3 separate regions of the Sus scrofa genome follow, and all the other regions are linked to region 2. The links are chromatin contacts, called in public Hi-C and promoter capture Hi-C maps. All regions are on one chromosome and are shown on one strand. The core of a region is the stretch at or near the end of the contact, and the rest is flanking DNA. Distances in the headings are between cores, read along the strand shown.

Region 1 (3,944 bases), core at 1,266-3,765, 1.3 Mb before region 2:
TTACCATCATGTCCCTGAGATAAACCCACAAGGAATTTCTCAAAACACATAACTGAATGAAGGAACCGGGAAATAAAACTAAAGTGTACGAAAGCAACACAAAGTGATAATGCTGGAAGTGAAACTCAAATTGAATGTAAATGGAATTATGGAAGATATAGGTGACTATGGGACTGTTGACTCTGCTGCCATTTTAGGAACTCTAGATGAGCAGACCAAGGAAGGCAAACTTATCAATATAAATGAGGAAAAGTGTTTGTGATGAAAAGGCTGAAGATGTCCTAGAGGAAGAGACACTGGCAAAAATCTTCACATTAAAAAAGCTCTGAGATATTTCATGACATTGAGGATGTAAAGGAAAAAATGTTGGAATCTGATACAAACTTAGAAAGGAATGTAATAATTAGCTAATGTATAGAAAAGATGCTCAGCTTATACTGTAAGTTGTGCAATGATTAGAAAGACAAGCACTATTCAAATTACTTTTTTTTTGGCCTTTTTTTAGGGCTGAAACATAGTATTTTACTTAAAGTGTATTAAGTGTTAGTTTTACTATTTTTTTCATTTCCCTATCCATACATAACAGAGTATTCTAGTGTTTTGACGAAAAAATTTTAAAGTCACAGAACAACTGTAATTTTCCCCATTAATTATTAAGATTATTATTAAGATCATAATGCCAAACCCTCTTCCAGGCAATTGGAATACCAGGATTAAGGAGACAATATACTACCAAGAAAATAAACACATATACAATTTCGGTGGCAATAAACTGAATGAAGAAAATAAAGCAGAGTAATGGGATGGAGAACCATTGAGAGCAAAGAAGGGATTTGGGAGCAGCGACTGACACATTTGATAACTTCCTCTTTAGACAGTCTTCCCTTAGCAGCCATGATACCTCATTACCCTGATTTTCCTTCTATCCCTCCGGTTACTCCTTTTCAGTTCCTCTGCAATCTCATTTTCTGCTTAACTTTAAGTGTTAATATTTTTCAGGTTTTTTTTATCATTGAATAGCTTCTCTCTCTTTACTCCACAAATAGTGGCTAGGAAATCTTATGTCCCCCTTGCTTCACATATCATCTTGCATTAAAGATACCTAAATTTCTCCTGAGCATCAAACGTATATATGCAACTGTCTACTCCACTCTCCAAGTGAAATCTTCACAAGTTCCTTGACAGCAATATGGGAAAAATCAGTATGAGCAAAATTAAAGTAAAACTTGCTCCCTCTTTGGGAAAAGATAACACCATGATTCACCCTGCCACACAAGGCACATAGCTGGGAATCATTGCTGATTCCTCCCTTTTCATCATTTTCCTATATCCAATTAATTTCCATGGTGACTGCATTTCTTATTTTTCAAGTATCTTCATCCTCTTTGTTCCAACTGCCAAGTCCCTGGCTCAACTCTCTCCTTGCAAGTTACCTAACTTAGCTCCCAGTCTTGCTCTGAACTTCAATTCATTCTCCAAGCAGATGACAAAATGCAATACTTGTCACTTTATTCTCATCTTCATACCTCTCAACCAAGCACACAAGTCTCTTCCTCATCTTGCCTCTGCCTACTTCTCCAGCTTCATCTTTTGTCAGTGGCCCTCTCTCTGCTGAATCCTCTGCTGTAGTTACGTTAAACTTTGTTCATTTCTGGCCCGTGCTCTGCCTTTAACATATTGCTTAGCACACAGAAGGATCTCACTAAATACATCGACAGAATGAAAGACGGAATTCTTGGAGGAGAGTTACTCCTTGGGAGGTGAGGAAGGAAGGAGGGAGAAGGAATAAAGTAAAACAAAAATATCCTCGGGAGTTCCCTGGTGGCCCAGTCGGTTAAGGATTCAGCCTTGTCACTGCTGTGGCTCTGGTTACAACTGTGGCTAGGGTTGGATCCCTGGCCCTAGAACTTCCCTATGTCCCAGGCCGGGCCAAAAACCAAAACAAACCAAAACATAAAAAACCCGCAAATTTAAAGAATGTGTGTGTGCCTGTATAATTGAGTTACTTTTCTATACAGCAGAAATTGGCACAACACTCAATCATAAAATAGCGAATTAAAAAAACCACAAAAATATCCTCATTAGGTTTATAGCGCCTTCACCCGATTTCACGATGGTACCCACCTGACTACAGGTATACAACAGATATTTTATTTTTTCAAGACACAGGAGTAAAGTCGAGCGTGGTGGGAGTAAAAGGATAATGAGGAGGGAAAGTATGAGCAAGGCTAACATAGCCATTGGTTCAGATTTTAACTGGCGTACTAGAAAAAAACTAAGGTTTTCTTTACCTCCGTGTGGACTCCGCTCTCCGTAGGCGAAGAGGGTCCTCCAAACCCGCTTGTCGCGCCGACAAAAACCCTAGCATCCCTTCCTTTTACCCCAGGTGGAGAGCTGGACGCCGCCATGACAGAACTCGGAGGCAGCGGGTGTAGCAGCGGAGTCTCACATTGGTTAAGCATGATGCGATCCCACCAATGGTGAGTGCCGTTACTAGAGGGTGGATTGCTCTCAGCCGGTGGGCGGGGTCGGCGGCGGGGGCGTTCTCCCCTTGGTAGCCTGGATCCCGGCAGGTCTTACCGCTACTGGCGCTGGAAGGTGATCCGGAAACATGGGCTGGCCTCAGGGTTTGTTCCGCGTCTTGTGGCGAGCACTGTCGAAGGAAGTGAAGGAGCAAGTGGGCACAGACCGGTTCGGGAACAAATACTACTATATCCCGGAGCACAAGAACTGGAGAGGTGAGATGTGGGCAGGGGCGCAGGTTGCGCGGTCACGAAGTGAGAGGAAAGGGGGAGCGTCTAGTTAACTAAAGCGACGTGCGGCACTTGTGATAATCACCAGAGTGCACAACCCGAGTTGGTTATCTCGCCGCCCCCTCCACTCTGGCCGCTGGCTTTGCGTCCGCTCTGGGTGAGCGGCCCCATGTGTGACCGAGGTACCTCAGCTGCAGCGCCGGGGTCCGCAGCCTGCCGCGGCTGGCGCTAGCACCGCACTCACCCTTCGCCCAGCACCTACAGTCTTGCAGGTGGAGGGCGCCCCAGTGTGGGTGTTTACCATGGGGCGACGTAGACGGGGACTAGTCCACTGAGGCCTTTTACCAAAGGTGCTTGAAGTGGCGGGGAAGTGCCTTTCCTCCTCCGTGCCGGCTTTGGGAGCAGGCCGGCGTGAAGTAATTTAAGAGGTGTATTTTCAGCGCCTCCGCTCTCATCTTTCTTAGCGTTAATCTTTTTTTCCCCGTGACTTTGGCATTGGCCCCATGCGTCACCTTCCTTATGGCCAAAACTGTTTGAAGTAGGTCCATGTACAGTGACAGTATGGAAGAAGATACCCGCAAGGCTCCAGGTTACCTTTACTGCGAGGTTGCCCTCCAGAAACTTGTTGAGCTCACTTTAAGATACATGGTTCTAACCGTACTTCTGTGTAGGAATGTGCAAAGTCTTGGTGTTTGGGGAGGTAGGGACCTTCCTGTCCATTGAAATCACACCACGTGGCAGCCGTCATAAGCTGTATTGTTCAAACATCACGATTTCAGAAGATCTCAAGCTTTGGGTTTAGAAACGTTTGGGTAAGAATCTCGACTTTGATACCTAATAGCTGAGGGATCATGGACAAAATATTTATCCTCCCCAAGTCTTAGTATCTTCACCTCAAAGTTAGAGATGATAATAATAGCAACAATATTGAGAAGCACTAAGACCTTTCAAAATTGTGTTCTGTTCATTTCCTTTAACGCCTGACAGAGGATTTCTCCTTCATTCCTAGTGGAGCCACAGGTAAAGTGTGTTGCTGGATTTATAACTCAAACTTGTTTTGCCTAGCCCTTTTCTGTAACTTAATATTTTAGACTTGTTTCTCTAATGAACATGTAGATTCTAATAGAGCAGTAAATAACCTAGCTTGGTGGTGAAGTATTTCTTGACAGATTGCAAGCAGGGTGAAAGGTG
Region 2 (3,454 bases), core at 764-3,263:
TCCTCTTTTTACCTTTTTTGCCTTTTCTAGCAACTTTACAGTCATATTGCCAGTTCCAGGTCCAACTTCCAACACCACATCAGTTGGTCTCAAGGCAGCCTGCAAGCAAGCACAACCACTTTAGATTTACAGGCTCATCTGAACACATAATTTAATTTACATCTGAATATCTTTACTCAAAAGTGCTCAGTTAGGAGATCTTTATTCTCATTTCATTTTTAGGTGATTCCTTCATGACCTATGCGCTTAACGAAATCATCTCATTAACATTAGATGCAAGTGGAAATCTAACACTTCTAATTTGGGGCAATAGTTAGGAGTCAGAAAAGTTAGGCGTCGGAAAAACAGGAAGAGCAGTTCGTTCTGAGAGTGGCACTCTGCTTTCTAGCTTTGAAATGATTCCAAAAGCATCAAGTTACCAACTCTGTTACCACCAGGTTCAAACTGGAAAGGTCAAAATGATGACCTTGCCTGAGAACCACAGCATGTTGTACTAGGATCTCTCAATTTTACATCCTTGTACGGTTTCAGGGATACAGGAGTATCTAGAAATTGTACATAAATCTGGGTATCTGTATGCACACAGCTACAGTATTCGATTCCATGGCTTCTAGGAGATGCTCAAAGGAATCTGTAAGCCAAAAATGTTAAAAATAGGGAGTTCCCGCTGTGGCACAGTGGCTTAAAGATCAGGCGTTGCCACAGCTGATACGTCACAGCTGTGGCTCGGATTCAGTCTCTAGCTGTGGAACCTCCATATGCTGTGGGTGCAGCCAAAAAAAAAAAAAAAATGCTAAAAATAAAGCCAGCTCTCATTCTGCAAATGACACCACGTCAAGATGAGATCCTAGTGTAAATTCATGTTCTTTCAACAGCTTCAAGATGCTTCCTTTGCAACATGAAAGTAATTTGCACGACCTAAGTTTCATGTCTTAGCGCTCAGTCATCTAAAACAGTAAGGTAAAATCGATAACCCAGACAGGAAATATACTCCAATGTGGCATTGCCTTATACCACTTAAGTTTCTCTGGGAAACAAACTTTTAAAGGTTCAGACACATTTTTAGGCTATGGAGTAAATAAAAATTAGCAGTGATAGATGGTGCCTAGAAAAAGTGATTTGGAATAGAAGAATAATAATCTGGAATGCAACAAGTAGAAATGTCAAGCTAAGAAGTAAATACTCTACAGAAAGACAAAAGAATTTGGAGTCCGGAGAAACCGAGATCCACAGAATGAAGCAAATCATACTGAAGACAGCTTGTGAATCCTACACAATTCTTCAATTCATCCAACAGGTATTTATACAGCATCTAATTGGTGCCTGACATCCTTTCCGTGCTTAGATATTCCTAAAAATAAAATGAATTACCCAATAACTCTCCCTTTCCTATTCCACACCCACCTTATCGATAATGCTGTTAACAATGAGAGGATTTTTCAAAATGTGCTGCCCAATGCCCGTGTTGAACATGAGTCCTGTAAGAAAACATGAAACAGCCTTAATTTCCTAACTAAAATCAAATATTAGACTGTCCCTTAAAAGAAAGTAGGAGAGTTGAGGGAAGATTTCTGTGCCGAGAAGAACCAAACATCAAGCTAGGATTGATAAACTAAGTCCTCCCCTTCTGCTGAAAAGGAAGCGAGAGGGCGGCGCGCCGGGCCTGTGGCCGGCGCTCGGGGAAACCTAGGACTTGCGCTCCCGGATCGGGAATCCCGCCCAGTCTCACTGTCCCGACCCACATCTCCGTCCTCGCCCCGGGCTTGGTCCTGCCGGAAGACCTGACTCGACCCTGCTCCTCGGCTGTCCCCACCTCCGGCGCTCTTCAGTTCCCGGCGTTGTTGTTGCCGCTCGCGGCGACGGACGCTCGCCCCCGACTTGATCTTCGGCATCTTTTCCCGCAGCGGGCCCACAGGCAGGTTAAGTTAGGGAGAACCTAACCCGTTAATCCCGAGAAAGTGCACCACGTGGGAATCGCCGGCCTGCACCCCCAGCACCGGTTCGGATCACGTCTGGGAGGGGCGAGAACCCGCCCCCTGGTTTGCTCTGGGGTCCGCCCTCAGAGACTGAACCCGACCTTGGAGCCAGATGGCTGCTGGGAATTGTAGTCATAAACTGAAGGGAAAGCCTACCTCCGGAGCCTACAAATCCCAGAAGGCGCCACGCAACAGATCAGTTTGGATTGGCTAGTTTAGAATGGGGGCGGGGCTTGTTGTTCTTACAGCTTGGAGCTAGTTAAGTACGTTTTGGTGTGTACCCAGAGATGTTGGAGGCGGTTTAAATTTAGGCCTGGCTTTTTCAGGCCAGGTTCTAGAATTGCTGAAGCCAAATGTTTTTTTTATTATGTCACCTGCCTATCTCCTGTTTCCCAGCAGATTGTGGGGTGAGAATCCCAGGAATTTGGGATGAAGAGCTTGCTTCTCTGGGGGTTGGAGTCCTCCACTACTTGATTTGTGGAAAGGAACTTAAAAGAGGTGTTTTAAGTTAAAATGAGGACCTCAGACTGTGACCTAATCCATTCTGACTGGTTTACTTTAGACACACAAAAGGGGGGTTGTGCTCAGAGGAAAGACTGTGTCATGACACAGCCAGAAGGAAGCCATCTGCAAGCTAAGAGAGACCCCAGGAGAAACCAACTCTGCTGACACCTTGATCTTGGCTTCTAGCCTCCAGAACTGTAAGAAAATAAATTTCTGTCAGAGTTCCCTTCGTGGCTCAGTGGTTAATGAACCCAACCAGGGTCCACGACAATGCGAGTTTGATCCCTGTTCTCGCTCAGTGGGTTAAGGATCCAGCACTGCCCTGAGCTGCGTGTAGGTTGCAGAGGCAGCTCAGATCCCCAAGTTGCTGTAACTCTGATTAGACCCCTAGCCTGGAAACTTGCAAATGACTCAGGTGTGGGCCTGAAAAAGCAAAAAAAAAAATATATATATATATAATTAAATTAAATTAAATTAAAAATAAATAAATAAATTTCTGTCATTTAAGCCACCCAGTCTGGCATATTTTATTATGGCAACCCTAGCAAACTAATGCAACACGTAATGAAAATTCATTTTCCAAGGGCCTACCTTAAACACACTGGATCATAATAGGATTTGGCCCTGGCAAATGCATTTTTGACAGACCCTCTAGGAGATTCTGATGCACAATGTAGGTAGGGAATCACTATTTTCTACACTAATATAGTTGGTCGGGAAATTCCTCCATAAATGAAAAAGGATTAGGAGGGCTATCCTCATCAGTACAGGGAAGCTGTTCTAATGATTGTATCATTTATTCTGGCCAAATTTCATCCAATTCTTTTTTCTCTCTGAAGTGAGACAGTATTGGATGCCTCATGAATCCATTAGTCCTAGGGAATTGTGTGATGCTGGGGTAGGAACTGCATTAAATAAATGACTATGTGGAGTTCCCGCCGTGGTGCAGTGGTTAACAAATCTGACTAGGAACC
Region 3 (3,550 bases), core at 727-3,226, 1.2 Mb before region 2:
CTAATTAACAAAAGCACAATCATCAAATTTGGTGTATGCAAAGAACAAGGCACAGAGTATGTGAAATGCTTGGTGAAAGGGAGATAATGGATGGGTGTGACCAGGAATGAAACAAGAGAGTAAGAAAACCACAGAGGGAAAATAAAATAAAATAAAATATATTTCCTGGGCATTTCGAATATTACAATATGGAAAAAAAAAGAAAACCACAGAAATATCCATTCATATATAAAGAGATATAAGCAAAAGGTGTGACATGCTAGTTTATGACCTCTTTCAGCTTTAAGGACATGATTCAGTAAATGAGAACACATTTAATAAATGAAAAAATTACAGGTGCCATGCATTTTGTTCCATTTGGGGTTGGTAAGGAAGGATCATCTAGCAAATTCGGATGTTATGGATTTGAGTGACATTTTTCTCTTTTGCTTCAGAGGCTTTTCAGCCTTTCAGGTTTGTGTCATCTCTATTCAAAGTGTAGAATTAGAATATCTGGGTAGGAATGGGTGTGTATACAGTCAATTAAAATTTCACCTGGGATTAAAAAAATCATCTACCTTATGCTTGAATAGTAATTTTGTCCTGGGATTATCAGCCAATCACAATGTCAGGTGACCCTTAGTTGTCGTCTTTAGTTCTACCATACACTTAGGAGAGAAGGCTTAAATTCTATGTCCTGGTTGGGTTGAAAAGACTAGATAAAAGAAAAAAATTAAAGTCACATCTTTAAGGATAATTATAATTCTATACAACTTATAAATGACATGTAAAATTGCCTGGCACATTATATACATTTAATAGCTATTTCTAATTTAGAGAAAGAAATAATTACACAATTGCAAATGCCCTCTAAGAAAATCCTAATTACTAGAGATCAAATATTTTACTAAATTACTTATTTCAACAATAAAATTTTTTACTCATAAGATCAATAACATTTACTAAAACGTCAATTATTTGCTTACAGGGTTAGGTATACAATCGCAAAATCAAATACTGCCTTACTCTTTAAAGGTTTTTTTTTTTTTTTTTGTCTCTCTATTATACAATTTGTGTTCTTTATCAGAGATAAGTAAAGCAAATCACCCACAATCTCATCACCTAAATAAAACTACCATCGTTGGCTTTAATTATATCCTATCACAATTTCTCCGTATTTTCAACTGAAGACACATTAAAGTGACTAAGATACCGTCTTAGCTTCCCCTGCCCCCCAATTCGTCCGCTCCCACCTAAACTAGGCTCTACTGATATGTTTCTTTAGCTTCTCTAGCCCACTAATGAATTAACTAATGCAATACTCAGAAATAAGCAAAAGAACTCTGCAATAAAAGGAAAGCGGAAGTAAAAGACCTAGTTCTAGCAAAGTTTTAGCCATTATCACAGAGAAGAGTTACCGTCCACAGGACACGCAACTTCGGTGCCCCTCAATTTCGACACAAACGTCTGCTCCTCTACACTTTAAGGAATAAATATTACTCTTCTACCTTCCGAAAGGGGTCAACCGGACTTGCTCTCCGTACCAGACCCGCGCGGGGCCTAAAGATGCAACTGATGGCACCTCACTGCCGTCCGAACTTGTCTCCCTCGCTCACTCTTCCTGATCCAACCCGGCCGCCCGCCCCTGGGGCCAAGCTCACCCGACCCTCCGCCTCTGGGAGCGCGGGCCCAGCGGGGCTCGCAGAGCGGGCAGTCCGCGGGTATGCAGGGTCGTCCCCGCCACACCTCGCGTAGCGGGCGCACTATCCGCGACCGCTGGGCATGGGGGCAAGATCTCGGCAGCTGGCACCACCAGCCTCCTTACATCGTGCCCGGAACGTTGAGCTCCTAACCCTGCTCCCCACTCACCGCCAGGCCGGAAGCAGGAAGACGGAAGCGGCGGCTTTCCCGACCCGCCCACAGGCCGGCCTTCGCCTGGATCCGGCCTGAGGAAGTCGAGGGGCCAGTTTCCGGCTGCGCCATTGCTCTGTGGGTCCCAAGATCCGGACTTAGAGGACGCGGGGAGGGCGGGGCGGCGCCCGGCTTCCGGGTAGTGGCAGGTGAGGCCGCGTGGGGCCAGCGGCGGCTCCTTGCTGGTCTGTGGCTCTGGGCCCAAGACCCGAGCCTCCTACAGGGGCGGCCCCCTGCCTGAGGCGCGGGTGGGTTCCGACCTCCGAGAGCCGGTGTGGAAGCACTGAGGGGCCCCTACTTTTGCCCCCGAAGTCAGCGGGGCAACAGCCGCTCCCTTGCAGGAGCCGGGCCGTGGGCTGAGGGCCCCGGTGGGTGAGATCGGTGACCCCCGAAAACTCCGACCAAAGAGCTGCAGCAAGAAAGGAGTTGGTTCCCACAAACCGCCCAGAGTCAAGGTGAGGGTCACACAGCGACTCCTGAAGGATTCTAGCGAGTCCCTCTGGTTCACACTCCACCCTTTGCCCCTCTCATCTTCTAGTTGGACAATATTAAAGCCTCACATCGAGGAGACAAAGCAGCAGCCGGCCCTTGGTGGATCCACTGAACCTTCTTACTAAGGGAAAATGCAGCCATGCTGTGTAAAGAAGGGTTTTATTTTAAGAACCTCACTCATTTCACAAAAGAATGATCGATACTTGTCCAAAGTAAACTTGATAAATAGTTAAGCTGTCTGAGCATAGAGTTCCCACAGAGGTACTTGTTCTTACAATACACAAAGGGATGCAAAAGTAAACAAGCAGAGTAAGTTAATACTGTCTTCTAATCTACAGGAACTGAGAGATTAACTCTGGTTTGGTTAGTGATCAAATTTTGTGATCGCTTGCACTGAACTGCTCTGTTTGACTACTTCTTAAAATGTTGCAAGACCTCTTCACTCTTGTGTGCCAAATAAAGCAGGTTTTTATTCTTCAAAGACTATAGAATGTTCCCTTTGAGGAGCAAGCTGTAACATGTATAACTAGTTTAGGTATAACAACAGTAACTATTATTTACCAGGGAACAGTCTTTTGGCAAATAATCTAATGATCTAAAATACTGTTCGTTGGGCATATGTTAATGTTTGTATGTTGTATTAGCAGCAGTTGTTTTCTTAGTCATTCTTGTTTGAAAACTTGGATGATGGTTTCAAAGCTTGTGCTGCTTGGACCTAGCCTGTACCTGTAGTAGCCAGAAAAAGCAGACTCAGTCACTGGATTTTGTGTATTGAAAACTTGACTTGCTGCTGGTAATCTTACGTGATTTTTTTTTTTTAAAAACTTGCTCAAATAGTAATTCCAGAAGAGGATCATAATTTATTTTTAACGTCCTTCACTCCAGAGGCCAATATGTGTGTTATTTTAATTGTGGTTAGACAGTTTTCCTAATTACTGCCTTCCCAATAGTTTGCTCTGCTGCATCCCATATGAAATGCATAGGAGGGAGTTCCCGTCGTGGCGCAGTGGTTAACGAATCCAACTAGGAACCATGAGGTCTCAGTTCGATCCCTGCCCTTGCTTAGTGGGTTATTGATCTGGCGTTGCCGTGAGCTGTGGTGTAGGTCGCAGATGCGACTCGGATCCCGCGTTGCTGTGGCTCTGGTGTAGGCCGGCAGCTACAGCTC

Evidence for each region. Promoter capture Hi-C pulls out the DNA fragments that hold promoters and counts their contacts. A called contact is a pair of places that touch in the nucleus more often than the background predicts.
Region 1: a contact with region 2 is called in a promoter capture Hi-C map of liver, with 9 times the contacts expected there. The contact joins the promoter of NDUFAF2 here to the promoter of DIMT1 in region 2. A contact is called at or near these places in 1 of 5 promoter capture datasets (liver) and 2 of 47 Hi-C or Micro-C datasets (heart right ventricle and liver).
Region 3: a contact with region 2 is called in a Hi-C map of liver, with 7 times the contacts expected there. The contact joins the promoter of SMIM15 here to the promoter of DIMT1 in region 2. A contact is called at or near these places in 2 of 5 promoter capture datasets (fetal skeletal muscle and liver) and 1 of 47 Hi-C or Micro-C datasets (liver).

What each region holds. Positions count from the first base shown.
Region 1 is chr16:39,767,883-39,771,826 of Sscrofa11.1, forward strand. NDUFAF2 (mimitin, mitochondrial) reads left to right here and starts at 2,516. Exons shown (of 4, transcript XM_021077006.1): 1 at 2,516-2,738. The coding sequence starts at 2,612. It overlaps ERCC8 (DNA excision repair protein ERCC-8), which reads right to left and starts at 2,448. Exons shown (of 12, transcript XM_003133989.6): 1 at 2,292-2,448. The coding sequence starts at 2,368.
Region 2 is chr16:41,109,190-41,112,643 of Sscrofa11.1, forward strand. It overlaps DIMT1 (DIM1 dimethyladenosine transferase 1 homolog), which reads right to left and starts at 2,014. Exons shown (of 12, transcript NM_001244313.1): 1 at 1,814-2,014; 2 at 1,405-1,478; 3 at 13-99. The coding sequence starts at 1,892.
Region 3 is chr16:39,956,666-39,960,215 of Sscrofa11.1, forward strand. SMIM15 (small integral membrane protein 15) reads right to left here and starts at 1,977. Exons shown (of 3, transcript XM_003133993.5): 1 at 1,849-1,977; 2 at 558-694. It overlaps LOC102161888 (a long non-coding RNA gene), which reads left to right and starts at 1,948. Exons shown (of 7, transcript XR_001301840.2): 1 at 1,948-2,345.